Regions from separate parts of the Sus scrofa genome. Here all the other regions are linked to region 4. The links are chromatin contacts, called in public Hi-C, HiChIP or PLAC-seq and promoter capture Hi-C maps. All regions are on one chromosome and are shown on one strand. Each heading gives the region's core, a stretch centred on a gene start, on an enhancer-like site or on the middle of the called end of the contact. The rest is flanking DNA. Distances are from core to core; before and after follow the strand shown. Region 1 has its middle 370 kb from the start of MIR15A. Region 2 overlaps LOC110255810 (a long non-coding RNA gene). Region 3 overlaps LOC110255810 (a long non-coding RNA gene). Region 4 has its middle 68 kb from the start of MIR15A.

Region 1 (6,428 bases), core at 2,041-4,540, 300 kb after region 4:
CTGATGGACTTTTCAGTTGCTTACATGTCTTGGCAATTGTAAGTGATACTGCTATGAACATTGGGGGTACATGTATCTTTTTGAATTAGTGTTTTTGTTTTGTTTGGATATATACCCAGGAGTGGAATTGCTGGGTCATATAATAGATTTCACAGAACTAGAACAACTAGTTTTAAAATTTGTATGGAAACACAAAAGACCCCAAATAGCCACAATAATTTTGAGAAAGGAGAACAGAGCTGGATGAATAGTGCTCCCTGACTTCAGACTATACTACAAAGCTATGGTCATCAGAAACAATATGGGACTGGCACAAAAGCAGAGACATAGATCAGTGGAATAGGATAGAGAGCTCAGAAATAAACCCACATACTTATGGTCAACTAATCTATGACAGATAAAGCAAGAATATCCAATGGAGAAAAGACAGTCTCTTTGATAAGTGGTACTGGGAAAATTGGACAACTACATATAAAGAATGAAATTAGAACATTCTCTAACACCATATGCAAAAATAAACTCAAAGTTGGATTTCCCGTCGTGGCGCAGTGGTTAACGAATCCGACTAGGAACCATGAGGTTGCGGGTTCGGTCCCTGCCCCTTGCTCAGTGGGTTAATAATCCGGCGTTGCCGTGAGCTGTGGTGTAGGTTGCAGACACGGCTCGGATCCCGCGTTGCTGTGGCTCTGGCGTAGGCCGGTGGCTACAGCTCCAATTCAACCCCTAGCCTGGGAACCTCCATATGCCGCGGGAGCGGCCCGAGAAATAGCAACAACAACAACAACAAAAAGACAAAAGACAAAAAAAAAAAAATAAGTAAAATAAATAAACTCAAAGTAGATTAAAGACCTAAAAGTAAGACTGGATATTATAAAAATTCTAGAGGAAAATATAGGCAGAACACTTCTTGACATAAATTGCAGCAGTGCTTTTTTGAATCCATCTCCTAGAGTAGGGGAAATAAGAAATAAACAAGTGGGACCTTGTTAAACTTAAAGGCTTTTTCATAGCAAAGGAAATCAACAAAATGAACAGCCTACTGAATGGGAGATAATATTTGCAAATGATAGGACCAGTGAGGGATTAATATCTGCCATATATAAACAGTGAATATAACTCATAAAACAAAAAAGAACACAAATAGCAAATGTTGGTGAGTATGTGGAGAAAAGGAAGGATTTGTGTACTGTTGGTAGGAGTATAAGCTAGTACAGCCATTGTAGAAAACAGTATGGAGGTTTCTCAAAAACTAAGAATAGTCTTTTAAATATAAAACTCTTGCTTTCTTTTTGTTAGTATTTATAGTGTATTCATTTTTTTATTCTTTCACTCTCTGCCTTTCTGTCTCTTATATTTTAGATGTTTCTTGAAAATGTCATTTACTTAAATCTTTTTCATCCAGTTTGATAAAGTTTTCCTCTTAAATAAAGCATCTAGTCAATTTAAATTTAATGTAATTATTTCTATAGTTAGATTTACATCTTACCATCATATCTGGTGCTGTTTGTTCCCCCTTTGCCCATATGGCTACTTTTTATATATTATTTTTTATAATTCTATTTTTCTTCTACTTGTTTGCAAGTTAAATACTCTCTTCCTGTTATTCTAGTAATTACCCAGAAATTACCACATACATATTTAACTTGGTTTAAAGTTAATCAATACCTTTACCCTCCTGCAAAGAAACACAAATACCTTAGAATATTTTAATTCCATTTACCCTCTCTCAACTTATATGTTATTGTTTTACTTTGTATCATATCTTGCTTTAGAAAAAACTCACAGGATATTATTTTTATTGTTGTTGTCATCACTACTACTGCTGCTGCTGCTGCTGCTACTGTTACTAGTCAGTCAGGTTATACTACACTCAGTGGTTGTTTAGAATTACCCACATATTAATTTCTTTTCTTCTTTCTTTCATCTTAGGATTGCTTTCGTACTGTTTGAGAAATCATCTTTTAGAATTTTCTTTAGTGCTTCAGTAAAGATCAGGTAATGCCAAACTTTCTTGGCTTTTTTTTTTTTAACTTGATAATGACTATTTCATGATCACTTTTGAAGGATATTTTTCCTAGATTTAGGGTTTGGGGTAGCTAATTTCCTTTAGCTCATCAAAGATATCCTTTCATTGGCCTCTGGCTTCCATTGGATCTTATTTTAAGCTATTGAGAAGTAAATAATATTTAATATTATTAATATTAACATAGTTAATATTCAGTATTTTCTCTTTATAGCAGGGCTCTGAAATTTCCTAATGCTTGTCTTCCATTCTCTTAACAATGTCTTTCAAAAGCAAGAGGTTTTAAATTTTGATGAAGTCCAATTTATAAGTTTTGTTTCATTTGAAACATTCTTTTGGTGTTTTATCTGAGAAATCTATGCTTATGTAAGATCAAATACTTTTTCCCATTTTCATCTAGATGTTTTTATTTTAGGCTTTTCATCTAGGACTGTGATCTATTTTGAGGGTTTTTTTTGTTTGTTTGTTTTTTGTTTTTGTTTGTTTTTTTTTTGTATGCGGTCTGAGGTATAAGGTTTTTTTGTTTTGTTCTTGCATGTGGATATCCAGTTCTTACAGCACCATTTGTTGAAAAGACTATGGCGTTTCTGCTGTGGCTTTTCCTCTCTCCTTGCACAGAGACCTGGCTCAAGGGCCTTTTTCTGTTTTTTTTTGTAGTTCTTTTACTTCTCTTCTTTCTCCTGCTCACTCTGATGCTTTTGCCCTTCTCCAGGGTTGAAGTAGGGGGAAATTATATTAGAGTACAAAAGACTAGAAATCTTTTTATTCAACAGTAGTAACAGCAACCAAAATCTTTGTTTTTATCTTATTTATAAAGGTCTAAAGTGTTTAGCCCATTGAAAGCTTTAGATATTGAAAAGCAGGCCCTGGTATTAGACCATTTACTACTTTTGCCCCCCTGTTGGATTTAAGTACAGGAGGCAATGGATGTTAGAGTTAGGTGTACAGTTGCTTACCTTAAATTGATTAATATTAGTAACTTAATTACTCATTAAGTTTTAACATTCTGAGTTAAGATAGGATGTCTGTTAAGGTAATGTGAGCTACTGTAACAAAAAATCTTAGTACAGGTTTATTTTATCATCCTCATGATAACTAAATTTGGTTCCCTTTCAAAAGACAACTTTATTCTAAATAGTGATCCAGGGCTCTTTCCATCTGTGGCTCTGTCACCTTTGACGTATGTTTTCTCAGGTTGCCCCACCCATCCACATCAAGCTGGCTTTGCTTGAGGAGATATTTTTATCTGCCAAAGTCTAGGGGTGGCATGCAGTATCTCTGCTCACATTCAAGTGGGTAGGGCTCAGTTGCACTTATCTGCAAGGGTGGCTGGAAATATAGTAGTGTTCCAAATGAGAACAGAAACGTTTTGGTAAAGAGCTAGGTAGTTTTTCTGTAGCATAAGTTTCCTCATTTACAAGTTTCCCGTATATTTAAATTTGAACTTAAAGTTCCATCAACATGGCTCTCTTTCCCCTCTTCTGTGGCAGTGTGTTGACATCATATAGCCAGGTCACTCACCTCTTACTCAGCCCTCAACAGGACATTTCTTTGTGGAAGGAAAAAAAGATTACTCATCATCCTGACTCCAAAGTTCCCAGAAGTTGCTAAATATGAATTTTTAAGAAAATGTTTCAGAGGGACCAGGTCTCTTTAATATGGTCATTTTAAATAGAACACTTATTAAAAGTCAAGCAGTGATATCTTCATACTTCATCGTGAGAGTATTTATAAAAAGTAACTCTTAAATATCTTTCTGAAATTTTTTTCCATTTAAAAGTAAGAACCTCAAGTTCTGTTTTCTGGAGTTTTGATTTCAGACAAAAAGTCATTTGTATAAAGAACGTTGTAGAGTGTTTATACATGTCTCCGTGTTTAGTATTTTTCCTACAAATCCCAATCCTCTGGAGTCATGGGGTTCTCTAGGCCCAGGGATTCCAATTTAACATTAGTTTAATGGTTTTGACCCCTGCTCTGAGGTGGATTTACACAGAGGAGGCATGCCTTGTATGTCCTGAAGTCATTAGTTTTGCATGAAATGGCCCTGCTGCTTGTGTTGTTTTACACACAGTTATTTCTGAGTTGGGTTTCTGTAAAATGACCACATCTAAATAATTTAAGAGCAAACTGCTTGTGGGGATGACAGCATTTGAGGACCAGTGACTTATCTGATCCTATTTATAAGGGTAACTCTCTCTACCCATTTAGTTACCTAGACACTAATCACTTAATTTTTTGAGTGGCATCCCTTTTTAAGAATGGTAAGTGTTTCCCAATACAGCCGTGGAAATTGTTCTGCATGTTGGTCAGTTCTGAATAATCTATTGGGATCTTAATGTGCTTATTTTATTATTGAATATGCTGCTTATGAATTTGGGGTCTTAAGTATGTCTCAGTTTTTTAATATATGGTCTTCAGTTGTGATATGTTAGCTGTCTTAACTCATATATTGGGAGTCAAGTCTTGTAGCTTCATTAATTTGTCAAAGATTCGCTAAATGCTTACTGTGTGCCAGTGTCTGGAATCAAAGCGATCTATCCAAATGACATTGGGATGATAAGGTGACCATATTCAGGCCAAAGGGAAGACTTAAACTGAATGAGACAATTCTGTGGTATAGGTTGGTATGTACTATGGAGAAAAATAAATGGTTATAGGAAGTTCAAGGGTGATGGATATTGCAATTTTAAATAGGGTGCTCAGTGAAGGAAACATTAATTATGTGATATTTGAACAAAATCTTGAAGGAGCGGAAAGAGGAGCATTCCAGGTAGAGAGAAAAGCTAAACCAGTATGTTTAAGGAGCAGCAAAGAAGCCAACTTGTGTTGCTGGTGAGAGTGAATGAGGAGAACATGATAAAAGGTCAGAGAAGGCAAGTTTAGGGGTGTGGTTGGGAGGAGGGAGCACTGGCCAGGAGCAGAATCTGGATTGTGTGGCTCTCTGGAGGCCAAGTGGAGAAAGTGCATCAAGGAGGGACTGATGAACTGTGCCCAAAGATGCTGCTGGGTTATGTAAGATACAATATGAGAACCGACCATTGAGTTAATATTTGCACTAAGTAGTTGTAGTGGGATCAAGAGGGAAGGGGAGGGAAGAATGTATAGATGTACTGCAGTGGGGTGGTAGGTGTGGGAAGCAGAGGTTTTTTTTTTTTTTTTTTTTTTTTTTTTTCGTTTTTAAGAAAAGGGAAGTGACAGCATGTTGGTATGCTGATGAAAATAATCCAAGAAGGAGAAATGGGCGATGTAAGTGTGAGGTTAGAGAATTGATGCAAGTGAGAGGGAGGGAATTCAGCATGAGTAGAGAGGTTGGCCTGTGATAGAAGCATGGCCAGTGCATCCATAGGGAAGCCAGAATAAGGGGCATGCCTGCCATAGGTAGGTAACTGGAGAGGTGGGAGTATGTAGAACTGGCTTTTAATTGCTACGCTTTTGTTGGTACAGTGTGGAGCAGAGTTATCATCTGGGAGTGGGAATGGGAAAGGACTTTGGGGGCACTGAAGAGAGAGGGTATGTTGTGATCGTCTAGCAGAGAAGGGGATGGAATGGAGCAAGGAAGGACACTGTGATTGCCAGGTAGCATTTTGCTGTCATAGATACAGAAGACTTGAGAGGTTAAGAATTGGGGTCTGGGAGATGAGCAAGGCTCAGATGTAGTAGGGCCTTGCAGGCTGTCATAATGACTTTGGACTTTGAAGTGAAATGCATAGCCGCTGAAAGGTTTGCACAGTGTCACGATGGTATCTGACTTAAGAGTTTAAAAGTATCACTTTGGTCACTTTGTGCAGAATATTTTGGAAGCAGGAAGAGGTTTATTCAGCAGTCTGAGTGAAAGATGCTAGTGGCTTGAAGTAGAGTGGAAGTGGTGGAAGTGAAGAGAAGAGGTTGTATTTGAGTTATATTTTGGAAGTAGAGCTAACAGGATTTTCCATTTAGAGTGTGAGAAAAAAACCATCAAGGACAAATAAGTTTAATCCTGAGCAATGCATGGATGCTGGTACCCATAAGATATCAGTTTTCTCAGCTCCAAACCAACTCTGCTGATATTCACAGCCAAGTAGCACATGATGTCCACGCAGACTGAGGCAACAGTCCCATCTAGGTTAATGTGGCTAATAGCCTCACATTTCAGACAAAAAGGAGGAAAATTTCAGTATGAACACCCCAAACAGGAGGTCTAAGATGTGCAGTTTTTCTTAGTATTTTAGCATATTTTCTTTTAATTGTGTAAATTCTGAGATTAATTAAGTAGATACAAATTTAACCCAGCTTATGGAAATATGCTGGACATTTCTTCTTTCCAAAAATGACACAATTCAGTTAGTAGTCTGGAGCTTGTTAGAGTTTTCCAAACAATAAAACAAAGTGTATTTATTTTAATGGGAAGCTCTGCTGTGTCCATTCA
Region 2 (5,913 bases), core at 310-2,809, 430 kb after region 4:
CCAGTAGAGTCTCAGGGAAACTGGGACAAGCTGGTCACCCTGAGTAGAAGGGAGGTTGTAGACTTCCATGAGGAGTGAAGAGTGGCCTGAAATGGGATTTCAAATCTGCCTAGATTTACTATAATTTCAGAAGAAAGATGAACTTTCTTTTTTTTTTAATAATATTTTTTATTTTCCCACTGTACAGCAAGGGGGTCAGGTTATCCTTACATGTATACATTACAATTACATTTTTTCCCCCACTCTTTCTTCTGTTGCAACATGAGTATCTAGACAAGGTTCTCAATGCTATTCAGCAGAATCTCCTTGTAAATCTATTCTAAGTTGTGTCTGATAAGCCCAAGCTCCCGATCCCTCCCACTCCCTCCCCCTCCCATCAGGCAGCCACAAGTCTCTTCTCCAAGTCCATGATTTTCTTTTCTGAGGAGATGTTCATTTGTGCTGGATATTAGATTCCAGTTATAGGTGATATCATATGGTATTTGTCTTTGTCTTTCTGGCTCATTTCACTCAGTATGAGAGTCTCTAATTCCATCCATGTTGCTGCAAATGGCATTATGTCATTCTTTTTTATGGCTGAGTAGTATTCCATTGTGTATATATACCACAGAAAGATGAACTTTCTAAGTGCTTTATGATAGTAAACTAAGATGTCTTTCACCTTACTATTTACCCAATTTTTATATGCTTAAAATATGTGCACTTTATATAAATTATAACAGAAGTTTCAAGTTATAAGCTGGGAAAATATTTCTAGCATATGTAAGAGATGAAGAATTAATATCCTCAAAGACGTAAAGAACTTTTATGAATCAATTAAAAAAAAGTATAGACTGGTAGAAAAATAAAGCCATGAATAGACAAATTTACAAAGGAAAATACACATGGTAAGTTGAAAAATAGTTACCCGGTTTTCCATGTTTTCCTTTCTTACCTTCATGTCCAGCCTCGAGAAACATCAGATATAAAAAACAATGAGAGAGAACACTGGGTCAGAAAACCAGTGAGCTCTTGACTAATGGAAGCCATGTGTCCCTGGCAAGAAAGCCATTTCCAGGGGCTCCAGTAGGTGGCCACTGCCTGCCCACAGGGACCAGCACCCCCAGGACAGTACACCCTCAAGAGTGTTTTGAACAAGAGCTTTCCAAAAACAACACCACAAAGTGCATCCCTCATCGCCTCTTTAAGATGGTCCGTGGAGTGGCCAAGGGTAGACTTGGGTAGCAAGAGTATAATCACTTTTTATTTTTGGAAGCAGAAAGCACGTCTACTTTTTGGCAGCTAAAGCACTGGCATGGGCCAGAGGGAAAAGTTTAGATTTCACGGCTTCCCAGTGCCCTTGTTTACCTAAACTAACCCCTGTAGCAATGGCTTTGGCAAATCTCTCCTTAGTTGCCTTTGAGGAAATCTACCAGAAGTCTTATTCTTTTGTTTTGAAATGAGGATATCACTTGTAAAAAATGAAACAAATGTAATAAAACAAAACAATCCTTTCAGTGACCCCAAGCTTCATCCCTGCTCCCCCACTACCCCATCCTGTTCTCTTGTTGCTGTGACAGGGGAGGGAGTGCCCTCCATGCCCTGAAACTGAATGCCAGCCTCTCCCAGTCATGCCTGGTCCAGCAGGACCCACAACTGGTCTGGATTTGGGTTTCTGTAAAGAGTGGCTGCTATTTCTACAGTGATGTGGAGAAATCAGCCTGGCTTCAGCTGTGAGCATAAAGCGACTGACACATTTAATCTCTGTTTTGCCAGAAAGAACCATAAAAATTTGCATTAGAGATTACTTAGAAGAAAATGCATTTGAATTCAAATAATAAAAAGTGATAGCTCTTGGAATGGATAGAAAGATCACTGACAATCAAAAGACGTAGGTTCCAGTCCTCGTTCTGCTGTTGTCTAGCCCCCTGAGCTAGTTATCATTCACCTCTCTGGATTTCAGTTATCCTACCAAGTAAATGAGGCGGGTAGGTGGCGTTATCTCCCTCCCAGATTAGTTAATTTGAAACATTGTACTCATTGACTCATTCAGTGATTCAACCTTTATTGTCATCTTCCAAGTATAAATTAAGTTTAACCACTCTATTAATTACTGCATTACTTAATTCAGCATTAATCAGTGTTTGTTATGCTCCAGGCACTGAGAGATTAGGAGACAAAAATACTGCCTGAACCCTTAACAAGTAAACTGGTGTAAGGAACAGACACATTGTCTTATCATTTCTATATACATTTTAAATGTCATCTCCTCCATATGCCTCCCTTGTCTTTTATGCTACCTTGAACCATTTTAATGTTTCGCATGTCTTTTACCTATATATCCTTACATTCTTTATTATTCGTATTTCTATCTAATCCGTTCTTTCCTCAAGCCCATTCATTTTGAAGACAGGAACTGAATTGGGTCTTATTATTTTCTGTCTCCAATGGCATTGAGCACAGTGAACACACAGTAGGTGCTCAATATGTGTTTTTTCAATTACATTAACGGATGGAATTCTAATGGCTTGTTATTGTCTGTGTCCCATTGCCCTCTGTCAATGGTACTCTCTTAGTGTACTAATTACAAACCCCCAGATTCCATCGAGGCTGAGGTATTCAGTTAGCAGTCAGAAAAAAAACTTTGCAGGAATGGAGGATTTTTTTTTTTCCTTGACGACAGGGAAACTGACATTGTCAACCTCAGGATTTTTTAAGAAGAGCTCTTGCTAACATGAAGTAGTCTGGATTATGGCACAGGTGTGTGACACGTCTTTCACATCAACACCAGGAATATTCATTGCCAGCAGCTGTAGGCTTGGATTTCCCTTAAACCAGCTGTAAGTCTGGATAGAGGTGAGAATTTGCTAAGGGCCACAGGATACCTTCTGAATTCCATAGCCAAAAGGTCAAGGGGAGGCATTCTTACTACCTGCTAATGCAGCTCAGGAAACAGATATGATCTGGGCTTATTATGTTGCACTTAGATGCAATAACTTGATACAGACTATTTTTAATTGGTTTACTTTAAGAAGTGGAAGCAACTTTACTCTGTTGAGTGTTCACATGTTACATGAAAGTCTGCAAAGTAATATTACCCACTATTTATGGAGAGCTTCCAGTGTGCCAGGTTCTCATCATGTGTGCTCTTCCCATGAATCCTTGCAATGGTGGTGTCAGACTGGAAGGTGGCTTGCAGACCAGGAGGCAGACAGTGCTTTACTCATGAGCAGGGGGTGGTTGAAGTAGAACTAATTCATACAGTCAGACAGTGATCTCAAACAAAACTGTGTTTGTACAACAGGTATTTGCTCCAAGATTGTCATCTAGATAACCCAGAATAACTTTATATTAATTTCCAGATTTTGATAGAAGTAACCCCCTCCTCCCATCCCTCCCCACTAAAATAAAGTACATCTTGGTAGAGAACTGTAGACTCCTGGGAATATGCACAGTCACGTTCATGGTTCAATACATTTAAGCTTGAAAACCTATCTTACTGATGCTCAGAAATCAATTAGAGCAAGATTTTTTTTTCATTTTTTAAGGTTTTATTGAAGTATAGTTAGTTTACAATGTTGTGATAATTTCTGTTGTACACCAAAGTGATTTAGTTATACACATACACACATCCATTCTTTTTCAGATTCTTTTCCCACGCAGATTACCACAGAACATTGGGCAGAGTTCTTTGTGCTATATATATATAGCAGGTCCCCATTGGCCGGTCATTCCATATACCACAGTGTGCATATGCCAGTCCCAAACCTCAAGTCCATTTCTCCTTCCTACTTGTCCCTTTGGTAACCACAAGTTTGTTGTCAAACTCTGTGAGTCTGTTTCTGTTCTGCAAATAAGTTCATTTACATACTTTTTCAGATTCCACGTATGTGATATCACACGCTGTTTGTCTTTTGCCCTCTCACTTACTTCGCTTAGTGTGATAATTTCTAGGTCCATCCATGTTGCTGCAAGTGGCATTATTTCAGGCTTTTAAAGGCTCAGTAGTATCCCACTGTCTGTATGCACCACATCTTTTTATCCATTCCTTGGTTGATGAACATTTAGGTTCCTTCCATGTCTTAGCTGTTGTAAATAGTGCTGCAGTGAACATTGGGGTGCATGTATCTTTTTGAATTATGGCTTTCGCTGAGTAGATGCCCAGGAGTGGGATTGCTGGATCATATGGGAGTTCTAGTTTTAGTTTTTTTGAGGAACCTCCATACTGTTTTCCATAAGTTGTACCAATTGACATTCCCACCAACAGTGTAGGAAGGCTATAAGAAATATTACGGGAGTTCCCTAGTGCTCTAGAAGTTAAGAATCCAGCATTGGGGCATTCCCATTTTGGCTCAGTCAGTTAAGAACCTGACTAGTATCCATGAGGATGTGGGTTTGATCTCTGGCCTTGATCAGTGTGTTAAGGATCCAGTGTTGCCATAAGCCGTGGTGTTGGACTCAGAACTGGCATTGCTGTGGCTGTGGCATAGGCTGGCAGAAGATCTGATTTGACGTGGCATATGGAAGCCTGGGATCTTCTTTTATGCCATGGGTGCGGAAAAAAAAAAAAAAAAAAAAGAAAATGTTACAAACCTCAGAACTCCTAGTTGTGTTCTCGATAAAGCCCTCTAGGTCTTGGCCTCTCTGCTCTCAGCATCTTGAGGTGGAAATTTACCTGGGCTCAGAATCATGTTTGTAGCAAAGCTTCTTCAGATGGAAAGCATAGAAGAAATGCCTCAGCATGATTCACCCATCCCCAAATGATGGCTTTGGATTTGCATTGAAATCAGATTTTCAACCCAAATGTGCCCCTGAAGTTGGTTTACTCTTGGCAAAGCAAGGTTTCCTGTTTTTCAGAAAACAGACTTAAATAGGCTTGGACAAGAGGCTCAAGCACTTTCTTGCACATCAATCAGTTCTTGCAAAATAACATTTTAATTATTTAAGTGCAAGTGAATCAGTAACATCTGAATCAGATTTTCTTGAAAAAAAAAATACAACTGTCTTTTGAAACTAGAGGGAGAAAGTGCTTGGTTGGCTAAAAACAATTTAGGTTTTGTGGTAACCCCCAAAGTGTTTGAAAAACAATTTACATATTTGATGAGCTCAAAATGTCTCTGGATTAGGCCTTTTTCCCAGGATAAACTACACAATAAATGTGGACATTTTAAATAGGGGTCATATTAGGTTGCATTTCACAGGGTCTCGAATTTGGTAATCAAAAGTGAAAAGGCCTGTCTATTTTTTACATGGTACATTTTCAAAACCATTAACACTCTTTTTAAAAATTATTTTAATTATGAAAACATAACTTATTAACTAGGCTTTCCATGTCGTCAAAGTAGGATAACTTATCACACCATTTAATAACATATTTGTAGCTACTTTTAACTGACCCTGTCTTGTACAAAGGGGGAATAATTCCAGGAATAGTCTAAGAGCATTTAGGTTCTCAGAGGGTTCTGGGACTAAACCACATTTTCCTGTAAAATAAGTCATCAAGATGATTTGTAAAACTTATATTTGGCTATATTCATGGGAGTTTCACACCAAATTGGGCTGGTTATGCTTATTGATCAAGTTATGCTGCCCTTGCATTCTCTTAGAATGGTCCTATTTAGCCAGCATAGATGTTTTCTGGTTGATAGTTATAAATCTATAGTTGATAGTTTTTGACTCACCAATGGTGAAGTTTAGGTGAAAACCAAAAACCAGGGGATGTCCATTGAAAGACATTTGCCTGACCGATAAGAACCTGTTGATGGAAACTTGCTATGAACTGGTAGTGTGGTTTGCAATTTCATGGTAATAATTTAATAGATTTAAAGCTAGAAGATTTTGGTTTTCTCTTCAAATATGTCAGTGGCAGGCAAACCATTTAGCTTCTTCCCCCTGGTATATGGTTGCCCTGTCTGGTTCAGGCCAGTGGGAAGA
Region 3 (5,944 bases), core at 626-3,125, 470 kb after region 4:
TGAAACCTAGGCAGGGAGACCAGTCATCCCGATTTGTCTGGTATTGATGGATCTCCTAGAACGTGGAACCTTCAGTGCTAAAACTGGACCTGCCCCAGAACAGAGATGGCTGGTCACCTGAGAAGTCCAGCATCAAAATCTGTGTCAGTTGTTAGAACTCACTACTTCCTTAGTTTTTCTAATGTCATTGGATAATGGTCAGCTTGATTTTCAAAGACTTCCATCTTGTTCCTATTCCTGGTAAGTGGGGACATGAGCCTGGGAGATGTGCAGCCTGTTGAAGTTCTGGGAAGGGAAAGACCCTGCATGTTTTGGAGCTGGCACTTATTCCATCAGGTTTTTTTCTCCCCACATCAATTGGTCCATAAGTACTTGATCCTGAGAAAAATGTCTGTGCTGATCTACTTCGCTTCTCTCAATCAGGGAATAAAGGAAATAATGTCTAAACAGATAAATCCAATTGATATTGGTCAGTTTTGATGACTTTCAAACTGTACTTTCAAATATACAGATTCTTTCTTTTAGATTCTTTCTAAAGCTAGAGCCAGCTGCCATAACAGGCATAAATAAATAGTAATTATTTCTCATAGTTCTGAAGGCTAAACATTCCCAGGTCAGGGTGCCAGAGGACCCACTCCCTGGTATGCAGATGGCCATCTTCTTGTTGTACCCTCACATGGTGGAGAGCAGAGAGAAGAAGCAAGCTCTCTCATGTCTCTTCTTATAAGGGCACTAATTTCATCAGGGGGTCCATCCTCATAACCTCATCTAAACCTAATTACCTCTCAAGACCACACCTCCAAATGCCGTCATACTGGGGATTAGGGTTTCAACATGTGAATTTTGAGGGGACAAGAACATTCATCCATGGCATCTTCTTCCCTTTCCTCCCCAGCCAGTGCTTATGAGCCGTCTGGAGAAGAGGACAGTGCATTCTTTGACCAGACTGCTTGTCCATTGTGGACAGACATGTCCACACTGAACCCTGTAGGACTTCAATTCTCCGTGATGAAGAAGTTACCCTCTCCCAACCACAACCAGGGCATAGATTCCTCGATCTACAGGCTTCACTGGTGCTGTATCATTAGCACCAGAGGAGTTAGAGCAGAACAGGATTTCAAGTGTCCCAAGTATTGTGTTCAGGAAAAGAATCATTATCTGGTCATGAATTCCACATATGTTCTCCACAGATAACCACTACTTCTCATCTTCCAATGTTCTTTTATACCATAGAACTCAGGCTCAGGTGGCCTCAGGTATGAATCCCAGCTCTCCCACTTACTGTTGTGGGGTTCTAACTGAAACTTTGTTTCCTTTTCTCTAAAATGTGCATGTTCATGCCTACTTCATGTGAGCAGCTATAATCTGGGCAATGCACCTAGCTTAGTGCCTGGCCTGTACCTGGTGCTTAATACATGGTACTGTGATAAACTTCCATACAGGATAAAGCCTGAGCATCCATTGGTAATCCATATGTACCTTATGTTTAGCAATTAAAATGTAAAAGTTTTTTTTTATTTGCTCTAATTTGGTAATATATTTGCAAAGGGGAGATATGCAGATGTATACAATGAAGTCTCTTAACCACCCAAAGTTCCTAAAGTACCTTTATTTCTCTCTCCAGGAATAAAGTAACCTTTTCAGAGCTGTCTTTGGCTTATGTAAGCAAATACATGCAATAGTCCCCCTCCACGGTTTTGCCTTCTGTGGTTTGTTATCTGTGGTCAGCAGTGGTCCAAAAATATTAAATGGAAAATTCCAGAAATGAACAATTTGTAAGGTTTAAATTGTGCACCGTTCTGAGTAATGTGATGAAATCTTGCTCTTACCCTTTCTGTCCCAGCCGAGATGTGAATCATCCCTTTGTCCGGCATAGTCTCCCTGTTAGTCACCCAGTTGCTGTTACTTGTTGTCTAGGTTATCAAATCCGCTGTCTTGGTATTGCAGTGCTTGTGTTCAAGTAACATTTATTTTACTTAAAAATAGCCTCAAAGCACAAGAGTAGTGATAATGGCAACTTGGATATGCCAAAGAGAAGCTGTAAAGTCTTCCTCCAAGTGAAAAGGTGAAAGTTCTTGACTTATTAGGGAAAGGAAAAAATCTTATGCTGAGATTGTTTAGAAATACATTAATAAAACATCTTCTATCTATGAAATTGTGAAGAAGGAAAAGGAAATGTGCTAGTGTTACTGTTGCACCTCAAACTACAAAAGTTACTGCCACAGTGTAACACACAGCTCCCTGTTTAGTTCCTTTTCTGTGAATTGTCCATCTATTTTGCTCATTTTTTATATTGGATTGCTGGAATTTTTCTTACTGATTTGTTGGAGCTATTTATATATAAAGGAAATGAGCCCTATGTGATGTAATTCACAATTTTTTTTTTTTTTTTTATGGATTGTTTTTGTCTTTTGACTTCCCTTGTAGTGGTTCATGCTGTTGGGTTTATTTGTATTTTCACTCATTTACTGATTCTCTCTCTCCACAAACAAGTTTCCTTCAACCTTTGTGTTTTTATTCTGTATTTTTCATAATCTACCCCTAATTTCTTTTTATTAGAAGGGGAAAGAGAAAAAGGTGTAAGGTGAACAGCTGTCAATGTGACTGAGATCTTAGGAGAATCAGGAAAATGAGAGAAAACACTGAACATTTCAATTCAGCATTTTAAAAAAATGGGTGTTTTGATTTAATTTTTTTTGCATTTATTATAACAATAGCAACTTTGAGCAGTGCATAATAAAGTATATTTTACATTTGAAAACAAATACTTATTTTTCTCAGTGAGAAAGCACAACTGTGTGAACATCCTCTAACCATGTCTGTCATCTGACCCCTGCTTTCCTTTCTTAAATCACATTCTGTTTGTGTGTGTGCATGTGTGCATGCGTTTTGTTTTCAGAAATGTTCCTGTCCTCATTTGCCTTTTGCCAAAGTCATTAAAGAGAAAATTTGATTAGTTATCCAGGTATTTTACAAATATATCAAGACACCAAAGGCCTTGTATTAATATTTCCAAAGAGGAGACTTGTATTTGAAGTAAATACTTCATGACAAAGGAGACTTCTATTGAAATCACTGAATTAACTTTAAACTATTCAAATCAAAACATTCAAATCAAAGTGTGGTTAACCACCTGACATGTCAGCAGTATTGTTACACATGCTAGAGTCAGGACATAAAACTGACATTTAAGAGGAAATAGATCCTCGTATTAGCAGAGGTGCCTGTTTTATTAGGGTTCTATTTGTTATCTGCTCATTGTGTAGCTCCGCTTGCATATGCTTTGGGCTCCTGGAGCTATCATCTTCTCTTTCACTTTAAGCCTGTGGTTAATTTTCAAGTAAGAGGGCCCGAGGGGTGAGGCCCAAGAAGGGCTGGGGGCGGTCAGGAAGGGGCCCCTGCAGGAGGCAGGCCCCTGTTTATTCACAGCGCAGGTGCAGGGAGGGTGGCGGGTGGCGAGCAGGCCGTGCCCCTGGGGCTTCCTCCAATCAATCACCCCACCTGGGCCACTGGGCGTCCCCTCAGGGCGGCTGTGCACGAAGTGTAGCCGTTCTCTGTGACATCCGAACAGGCAGAGGGGCCAGAGTTCACAGAGAGCAGGGCTTTTACTGCTTGGCTGTTTTTAAGATTTAGTCCAAAAGTTAAATTGAGGATAGAGTCCCAAGTGGTGAAATCTAAATAATCTCTCTTTCCTCCTCACTCCCCCCTCTCCCTGGAGCTCTTCTGACAGTGCCTTCCATTTCCTGCCTTGAGCCTCCCTACTCCATTTGAGGAGATCACTGTTGTTTTTTTCCTCCTGTGAAACTCTCACTTAGCTTCCAGCCTTTGGAAGAAGTGCCTAATATTTTCAGCAGTGAAAATCTGTCTTGGCAAGCATCAGAAATAGAACTTTTCCTTTAGGAAGAAAGAAGTGAGACCATAGCCTATTCTGAAGCTGACAGCCTCTACCCAGATAGATGGTAAAGGAAGAAGAGGTGAGGAACTATCCATCGTAATGTGGGGAACCAAGTAAGCTCTGAAAAGCTATTAATTTTACTCTTCCTTGGGGTAAAACAGTGTCTTAAGGAAGGGGCAGGAAGAGAAAGTAGAGGTGCAATTTCTGCACTTCAGCTTGCAGTCTTTTTGGAGAGAGAAAATAATGGCCCAGGAAACAATGAATCAGGTAGTTCATGGTGTAAATGCTAGCGCTGTTGGCAAATAACTGTGTGACCTTTGCAGATTGCTAAACCTCTCTGAGCTTCTGTTTCCTCATTAATAAACTGGGCCCTAATCATAGCATCTACCTCATAGAATTACCCTGAAGATTAAATGGGATAATATATTTAAAACATATCCCTTGGCCTTTAGCAAGCCCCAGTGGCTGTGCATGTTCCTTGGTACCAACTAAGAATATGCCGAAAGAGCAGAGCAGACAACAGGACATCCAGGAGTTCAGGAGCAAGCAAGGCTTCCGTGGATGGGAGGATCAGAGAGAATTGTCAGGAGGAAAGAAAGATTTGTCCTGGGCCTTGAAAGAAGTGAAAAATATATATGTGGAGGGAAGTGGAATAAAAATCTTAGCTTGGCGGGGACAAGTAGGTAATGTTAGGGCTCCTGGAGGGTGGGGAGGGGGCGCTCTCCCTTTTATGTGAACAAGAAGAGCACCCCTATTACCATTTTGTATAATGAGGAGCTGGGTCTCCCAAATGAGACTGTTTGAAGTAAGGATTCTGTTCACTAAAAACAAATTGAAAACCAGTCGCTCAAGGAAGAGCAGTTGGTTAGACAAAAACAGTGTCTGGAAAGATCATTTATATTCTGTATTATTTGTTTGAGGAGTCATTGAGTAGACACTTACTGAGCACCTGCATGTGCTGGGTAAGGAGGAGACCAAAAGGTGCCTAATGTGCTCATAGGTTCCGTTCCAAGTTTCCACTCACAAGGCAGGCAGAGCTGGACAGGCGGACAGCCTGCATGAATTAAGTGATAGCACCCCAAAGGGCTACTGGAGTCATCAAATCTGCCTGGAATACCATGGAAATAGCCAGACCGAAGGGTCTGGAAAGCCTTCAGAGCTGGGAGAAGTGACAAGTGAGCTATGTGACTGACCTATGTGCGCTGTCTCTGTTTCAGGAGAGTGAGAGGTGCCTTGCCCCCTCCAAAGATATATTTGAGGGTACTCCCCTCTGTAGAAGGGATAAGGCAGCCCATGTGTGGGAGAACGTAGGGAAAAGCTGAACTTAGGCAGTGGGACCCCCAGTGGGATCAGGGGAGTCATAGCTATGCCCTTGGCAGAGCCTTGCTCAGAGCCTGCCCCTGCAAAGGTGAATGCGCCTTTGAACGCTGACTGACTCTGGCATAGGAAGCAGGGCAGGGCTCTTTGGGACGACTAGAGTTAATGTCTGTTTTCCCTTTCTTTCTTTCTTTCTTTCTTTCCTTGAGGCTATCTATCTGTCTGTCTCCTGGGGGCCATACCTGCGGCATGTGGAGATTCCCAGGCTAAGGGTCGAATTGGAGCTGTAGCCACCAGCCTCCACCACAGCACAGCAATGCTAGATCCAAGCCACATCTATGACCTACACCACAGCTCACAGCAACACTGGATCCTTCAACCCACTTAGCAAGGCCAGGGATCAAATCTGTATCCTCATGAATACTGGTCAGATTCGTTTCCACTGAGCCACGATGGGAACTCCAGTGTCTTTTTTTCTAGAATTGCTCTGACTTAGCCTTTCTTCTTCTGCTTTCCCCTTACTGCTTTAACGACCATTTCTTAAGTACTTGTGCTAGAAGGAGTAGTCTTCTGAGGGTGGAAATCCTAGTGCACAATCAGAGGGGTCTACTGACCAGATGAGAGAACTCAATAATGTGAATGAAATTAGGGCCACCCAATTCTTTCAGGGACCCCTAACTTTAAATTTTCATACAGCTGCAGAAGGCATGTGTAGTTTATCTTTGGAGCCCA
Region 4 (5,915 bases), core at 568-3,067:
AGCATTTGCTTTTTCTCTTAGCATCTACCCCCTGGATTTCCAAACTAGGGTGGGAGTGGGGCGGGGGGCGGGTAGGAAAAAAGAAAATAAATCGTAAAGTAAAACCTGTTAAGCAGTGACTGATAATTGTTTGTACAGCACTTATACACAGAAGAACCCCAGGCTGTGGTACACATTTTTATAGTACTTTCTTGGGAGGTAAACATGTTATTTATAATCGCCAGCAGAATTTTGATGATAAAGACAACACACACCTTCCTGCTACAGAATATCCTATACGAATTTTCAACATCATCCAGTTTTCCTTTATGCCCAGCCACCACATGGTGTTATGTATTTAACAACTCCGGCAATTAATAAACAACATAGTTATGATATTCTGGGATCTACTAGGACTGCTCTGTCATTTACCTGAATTATTTCTCCTTGGTTCTCCACTTAAAAAGACTGTCTACCATCAGGCGTCCTTGAAATTCTCCATCTATCCAGGAAAATGTTTCAATTTTGAGATAAACCGTGTTCTAAGTCTGCCTACAGCACACGCTTTCTTTAAGTCAACCCTTTCCTTTTTCAAAAAGTCACTTAATTGTTGCCTCAAAACCGAGCTCTTTGCCCTCCCTGGGTAGACAGATCACAACGAAGAGTATTTCCCTGCAGCTAACACATCAACTTATAAATAGCGCTTACCGCGCTGAGTCACCAAAACCCGGAGTTTCCCCAAATAGCTTATAACGACTGCTGGGATCGCGTCTTCCAGAATGGTGACAGAATCCTACAGAACCCATGAGGTTAGACTCTAGGCCCATGCCGATAAGCAGGTCCCCAACCACCCAGCACCCAAAGAACGTGGGCAAGGCCGCCTCTTCCCAGCCAGGCGTAGACGTCGGACCTCGGATGGCGTTCTCCGACAGCGGGACTTGGCCTTGACCGCTCCTGGACTGTCCCCGCCCCCTCCGGAGCTGGGAGCCGCAGGGGGCCGGTACCAGCCTCCGCCCAGGGCTGCCCGCTCACACAAAGAGGCGCGTCCAGAGAGGGCGGCCTTGGGTTCTGCTCAGGTTATAGGCTCGGGACTCTGGGCAGCTGGGGAAGCAGTTAGGGGCTAAGGCCTTGAGGAAAACCCCTGTCTCCCCCTCCGCCCACTCCCACACGTTTGAAATGGCAGCAGCCGCCGGTTTGGGGGCTGGGGGAGCAGATATGGGGGAGGGAACGGAAGTGCCACCCCCTGCAGTCAGGGGATGGTGACGTCACCTCTACTGTCGGCCTGTAGCGGGGGCGTCTGCCTGTCACGTGACGCTACCCCCCCTCCCGACTCCCCGCCGAATCCCGCGCGCGCGCTCCCTCCCCCAGTCCCTTCTCTCCAACTTTCGCCCTCCCCGCTCCAGCACGGCTGTCAACAGCGCCAGCTCCGCCCCCTCCCCCGCGCCCAGTGTAACCGCCACGGCGGCGCGGCTGGCGCTCCGGCTTAGGTCCGGGCTCCTGGAAGAGAGCGTGCCTTCGGTCCTCACCTATCCCCAATTCCCAGCGCGCTGGATGCGTGGACGCCGGAGCCAGGGTGCGCGGTGGCGTGCGGCGGCAGCGCTTCTCCGCTGAACCCTCCCATAGCAGGCGCAGGACGAGGCGGAGACGCAAGGTCCAAGCTCAGAGGGGGCGAGTTGCGCTCAGCAGCCTCCTGGTCTTGGCACGTCTCCGCTGGGGGTTGACCCCCCCCCGGCGGGATCCGCAACCGGGAGCCAGCCGTCGACCCCCCTACCCAGCGGCCCGCGCCTCCGCGGCGCTCCCGCCTCCACTATCCCTGCCTCCTGGGCGGCGCACGCAAGTCCTGCTTGGCTTCGTCTCGGGCCGCCGCGCGGCCGCTGGCTGTACGACGAGGGGCCAAGCACAGAATGCCTCCTTGAACCCCCTCGGCCACCCCGCCGTGCACTGCTGGGGTTCCCGATTGGATGGCTGTCACTGCTGCGCCTCGTTCTATTTTCCCCCTCGGTTCCCTGCTAAAAGTAGAGGCTTGGGGGAGGGAAAAGAAAACCCAGTGTTGAAAGGGGCGGTGCAGACTGACCTGTCAACGGCAGAGAAGGAAGACCCCCAGGTCGGGGCGAGCTCTCGAGCCCGCGCAGGGAACGGAGCCCTGGTTCCCGCGGAGCGGCGCGGCGGCAGCGGCTGTGGCTCAGCCAGGTGTCCCCCCTCGGCGGGGCCCGCGCTGCCGCGCCCGCCCCCTCCCCCGGCGCCGCGCTCCCCGCCCCATCATCAGGGACCAGGGAACCCCCCAGCTCGATTTTTTTGTGCAGTTTCAGCAAAGCTCCGAGGAAGTTGGTCCTTTTGTTCCACTATTTATAGATTGCGTCAACATTGCGAAAAGGAGAAGGCGGAGCGGTGGCCCCTCCTCCTCCCCTCCCCCGCCGGCTCCTGGGAGAGAAAAGCCCCAGCACACGACCTAAGTACACAGCGCGCCAGCCGCCCGCCCGCCCCCGGCCTCCAGCTCGCCGCTTCCCCCTCCCAGTCCCGGCCAGAGCGCTGCCAACCCCATCACGTGCCCGCCCGGGAAAACCAGCTCCCCGGGGCTCCGCGCCGCCCGCCAGGCTCCGTGGCGGCGGCGGCGGCGGCGGCGGCTGCCTCACTCGGCTGGGCACCCAGCTCGTGGGCTCCGGTCGTGGCCCAGGCGTCGCGCACAACGTGGGCACCCGCGCCCTAGTCACCCAATGGGGCCCCGGGGTCTGCAGCTCTTGGGTGTGCTTGCAAGCCTTCCGCGCTTCCGCCCTCTACCCTCCTCCCCGCCTCTGGAGCGCCAGCGCCCTGGTGCCGGAGTGTGCGCGCGTCCGGGCCTCTCCTGGGAGCCAGGGGCCCGACTAGTCACTCGAGCGGCCGCTTCCTCAGACGTTGGGATGCCCATCCTTCCCGGCCCCCGCACGATTGGCTGAGGGCGGGGGATCGAGGGACGCGGGGGTGGCTGGCGGCAGCTCGCCGGCTAGCCGGCGGAGCGCGGGAAGTACAGTGCGGCAGTTCCGAGACGCGCGTAGACGCTCTCCCTCCTCCGCAGGTGCAGCCGGGCTTAGTGCGAGCTCACTTACGGCTTCCCGGACATCTGCGGACCAAAGAGTTTGCAGACCTGAACCTCAGTGGGGGTAATACAGTTTTTAGGGAGTTACTGGAAGTTTGATCTGTGACAAAAACATTTGAACTTTCCTTTAAAAATCTGATGACGAAATGCTAGGCCCCGCCATATGTCCCGAAATGAAACTGAGCTCCCTTGCCGGCCTAAACCCTCTTTTCCTGAGCCTGGTGTATACAAGGAAGGAGATAAATAAGAGAAGAAGGCCTTATCAGAAAAAGAAAAAAACCCAGTGCAAGTAACTGGCTTGAGCGTAATTTACCTTCGCAGCTTCCGGTCGTTTCCCTAAGTGATTTATTTAGATCACAGATTAACTTTCCAGAATCGGAATAAAATAATTTAGCTCTTCAGAGCACGGGTGGAGGAAAGCCAGGGCTGAGTTGGGACGAGTGCAGGAAACGCGTCGGACCTTTCCGGGCAGCTGGACAGTATGGTAAACAGTCTGGAAGGGTTATATTATTTTCTAAGGAGTTTGGAGAGACTGTTCCTTCGCACCCAGCTCAAGTGCAGGCCGGGGGAGGGGAGAGGGAACCTGCACCGGCCCTTGCTGGGAACCGCGCTTCCGGACCCGACACAGGGCTAGGGCAAACCGAGGAGCGCTTTCGCCTCTAGCTGAGAAACCTTTCCAGGTTTGGGCCTTTTTCTTTCTCTCTCTCTCTGTCTCTCTCTCTCTCTCCCCCCCTCCCCCTCCTTCCCTCTCTCCCTCTCTCTCTCTCCTCCCCTTCTCTCGTCCCACTCTTTTTAAGGGGGAAACCTTAAGCTTTGGGTTCGTCCATTTAGGATACATGCGTTTCTCTCGCCCTAAAGGGGGAGGCGAGTTGAAGTAAGCGAGCCTGAGCAGTGGTTGCTGGGTTTCTAAAGCGCAGAGCTGAGTGGACCAGCAGCAGATGGGACTGGGCATTAGTCTCCTCACACCTGATGGGGCTCAGAACCTAGTTTGGGAGCCCGATCTTATTCTCCAGCTCTCTTGCCTTTTCTCTCGGTTTCCTTCCAATTTAGTGAAAGGCCCCGGCGCCCATCTTCCCGCCTTTCTTCCCTGCCCTGTCGTCTATGTTGGAAAGACCCAGTCCTCCTAAGAAGGCGAATTCGTTTCCGCGTCAATTTTGTTGCATCAATATCTACAAATCACGTTTCTTTGCACGAGGAAAACAAGCCAGGGCCTCCTGGCCTTTCCGGCCCCTGCAAGGGACAGGGGTGTCCAGGCCTCAGCTTGAGGCTTCCCCTCCCCCCCCCCGCCCCGCTTTGGGCCGAACCGCGGTGTCCCCACCACTTTGTCAGGACACGAGCTTTTCACCCCCACTTTGTTCTTCCGCAGTCTTCCCAGCTGCTAGAGAAGGGAGCGAAAGCAAAACGAAAGCACCCGGGGCACATCAGTCGCGGCGGCTTCCCTGAACGCGGCCGTGGGAGGCCAACGTCTGGGGTCGGTAGGCGAGGGTGGACGCGGGGGTTGCGTGGAAACTGGGTGGCGGGTGATCCCCGCAGGACCCCCGGGAGCTGCTGGGAGCTCCGTCGCTCCTCCTCCCCCTGGGAAAAGCGACTGCGTGTGAGAATGTATCAGCCCCGAAGGGAAAGTTTGGCCTGGGTCTGGAGTTGAAATTCGAGACTGATTGGGACCGTGCGGAGGGGACGCAGAGGCAAAGGAGTGTGGCGCGGGGGCGAGCGTTGGCCCCCGGCTGCTGAGCCGGGGAAGAGGCCGGGGAGAGCCGGAGCGCGGCGAGGGCGCGCAGAGGCCGCTGGGGACTGGAGGCCCACGGAATTGTTGCTCCGCTGAGGTTGCAAACTCAGCCTGCTTCCCCGCAAAAACCAGAGTTCTGCGCGGTAGAAAGACTTCAGGAAACTTTGGTGACATCCTCTGCACCCGCCCTCTTCCCTCGTGGCAGTCACTGCGAGGACAAAGGCGGCCTGCGCTGATTTGGACGAGGAGCGGCCCGTGTGGGCGGCCTTAGAGGCCGCAGACTTTTTCAGTTAGGAGAAGGATGAGTAGCTTTACGAGGTGAAGATTACCGCCACAACCACCCCTCAGGGGTGACAGCCAGTCCAAGTCTGATTTGTTAATAATCATTCTCATTCCCCCACCTTCCCCCCGCAGTGACCCAACACTGGGAGACTGACCTGCGAGATGCTCTCCCTTTCACTCCAGTAGGTTTCTGTGGCCAAACGCTCGAAAAGCCCCACCTTGCCCTACCTAATAAACAACTAACTTTGTTCTATTGAATGTCACCTTTGTTGTAGAAATATCTGTGGGTTTTGGCAAGTGTCAAAAAAAAAAAAAAATCACCTGATCCTAAATGAGTCGAATGTGGAAACAGTTTTTTGTGCGAGTAGTTTGGGTCTGTGCTTTCTCTCACTGGCACCTAATGCATCGCAGCTCCAGGCTGTTACACCTCTAGCTGTGCAGGGGCACTTTCGCACCACGCCCTTCCTCTTTTTAAAGAAGGAGACTTGGAATTGTGCACTTGTGTGCCTTATTTAGATTCTGCATCGCTGGTTATTCATTTCACCAAAAGGACTCAAAAACCTCTATACTTTTAAAAGATGCAAAATGGAGTTATTTTAAGCAGACCTCGGGAAGGGCAGCATTGGTTTCCTGCTAATGATATGCTGGTTAACAGGCAATAGTCAAATGCAGACTAACTGTTCGTTTTCTTTCTTCCCTCTTCACTCTAACTGCAAATATCAGAAAGTTCTAAGTGTGAAAAACATGGCCCACTCCACCCAAAGTTCTTTCTACAATGATGAGAGGAGACCAGCAGGTGAAAGAGCCACGTAGGGTATTACTTTTGGAAAGAGTCTTCTATTTCTTAAAAAAGAA

Evidence for each region. Promoter capture Hi-C pulls out the DNA fragments that hold promoters and counts their contacts. Hi-C and Micro-C count contacts between places; a contact is called where the count stands out from the background. HiChIP or PLAC-seq counts read pairs in DNA pulled down with a chosen protein or histone mark.
Region 1: a contact with region 4 is called in a promoter capture Hi-C map of fetal liver, with 4 times the contacts expected there. The contact joins two enhancer-like sites. A contact is called at or near these places in 1 of 5 promoter capture datasets (fetal liver) and 1 of 2 datasets of contacts at active chromatin or transcription factors (skeletal muscle).
Region 2: a contact with region 4 is called in an H3K27ac HiChIP or PLAC-seq map of skeletal muscle, with 4 times the contacts expected there. The contact joins two enhancer-like sites. A contact is called at or near these places in 2 of 2 datasets of contacts at active chromatin or transcription factors (alveolar macrophages and skeletal muscle).
Region 3: a Hi-C map of embryonic fibroblasts shows a contact between it and region 4, with 2.6 times the contacts expected there. The contact joins two enhancer-like sites. A contact is called at or near these places in 1 of 47 Hi-C or Micro-C datasets (embryonic fibroblasts) and 1 of 2 datasets of contacts at active chromatin or transcription factors (skeletal muscle).

What each region holds. Positions count from the first base shown.
Region 1 is chr11:17,383,608-17,390,035 of Sscrofa11.1, reverse strand. No RefSeq gene overlaps it. Among named protein-coding and RNA genes, the nearest start is that of MIR15A, 370 kb to the left of the region's middle. Within about 2 kb of position 3,290, at least 2 of the 83 cell types and tissues checked have an H3K27ac peak or open chromatin away from gene starts, as enhancers often do. A contact at or near this core is called in fetal liver and skeletal muscle, where this site is marked.
Region 2 is chr11:17,258,042-17,263,954 of Sscrofa11.1, reverse strand. The region is part of intron 1 of LOC110255810 (a long non-coding RNA gene); the gene reads left to right. Among named protein-coding and RNA genes, the nearest start is that of DLEU7, 290 kb to the right of the region's middle. Within about 2 kb of position 1,559, at least 3 of the 83 cell types and tissues checked have an H3K27ac peak or open chromatin away from gene starts, as enhancers often do. A contact at or near this core is called in skeletal muscle, where this site is marked.
Region 3 is chr11:17,214,557-17,220,500 of Sscrofa11.1, reverse strand. All of the region lies in intron 1 of LOC110255810 (a long non-coding RNA gene), which reads left to right. Among named protein-coding and RNA genes, the nearest start is that of DLEU7, 250 kb to the right of the region's middle. Within about 2 kb of position 1,875, at least 18 of the 83 cell types and tissues checked have an H3K27ac peak or open chromatin away from gene starts, as enhancers often do. A contact at or near this core is called in embryonic fibroblasts, where this site is marked.
Region 4 is chr11:17,686,628-17,692,542 of Sscrofa11.1, reverse strand. No RefSeq gene overlaps it. Among named protein-coding and RNA genes, the nearest start is that of MIR15A, 68 kb to the left of the region's middle. Within about 2 kb of position 1,817, at least 81 of the 83 cell types and tissues checked have an H3K27ac peak or open chromatin away from gene starts, as enhancers often do. A contact at or near this core is called in embryonic fibroblasts, fetal liver and skeletal muscle, where this site is marked.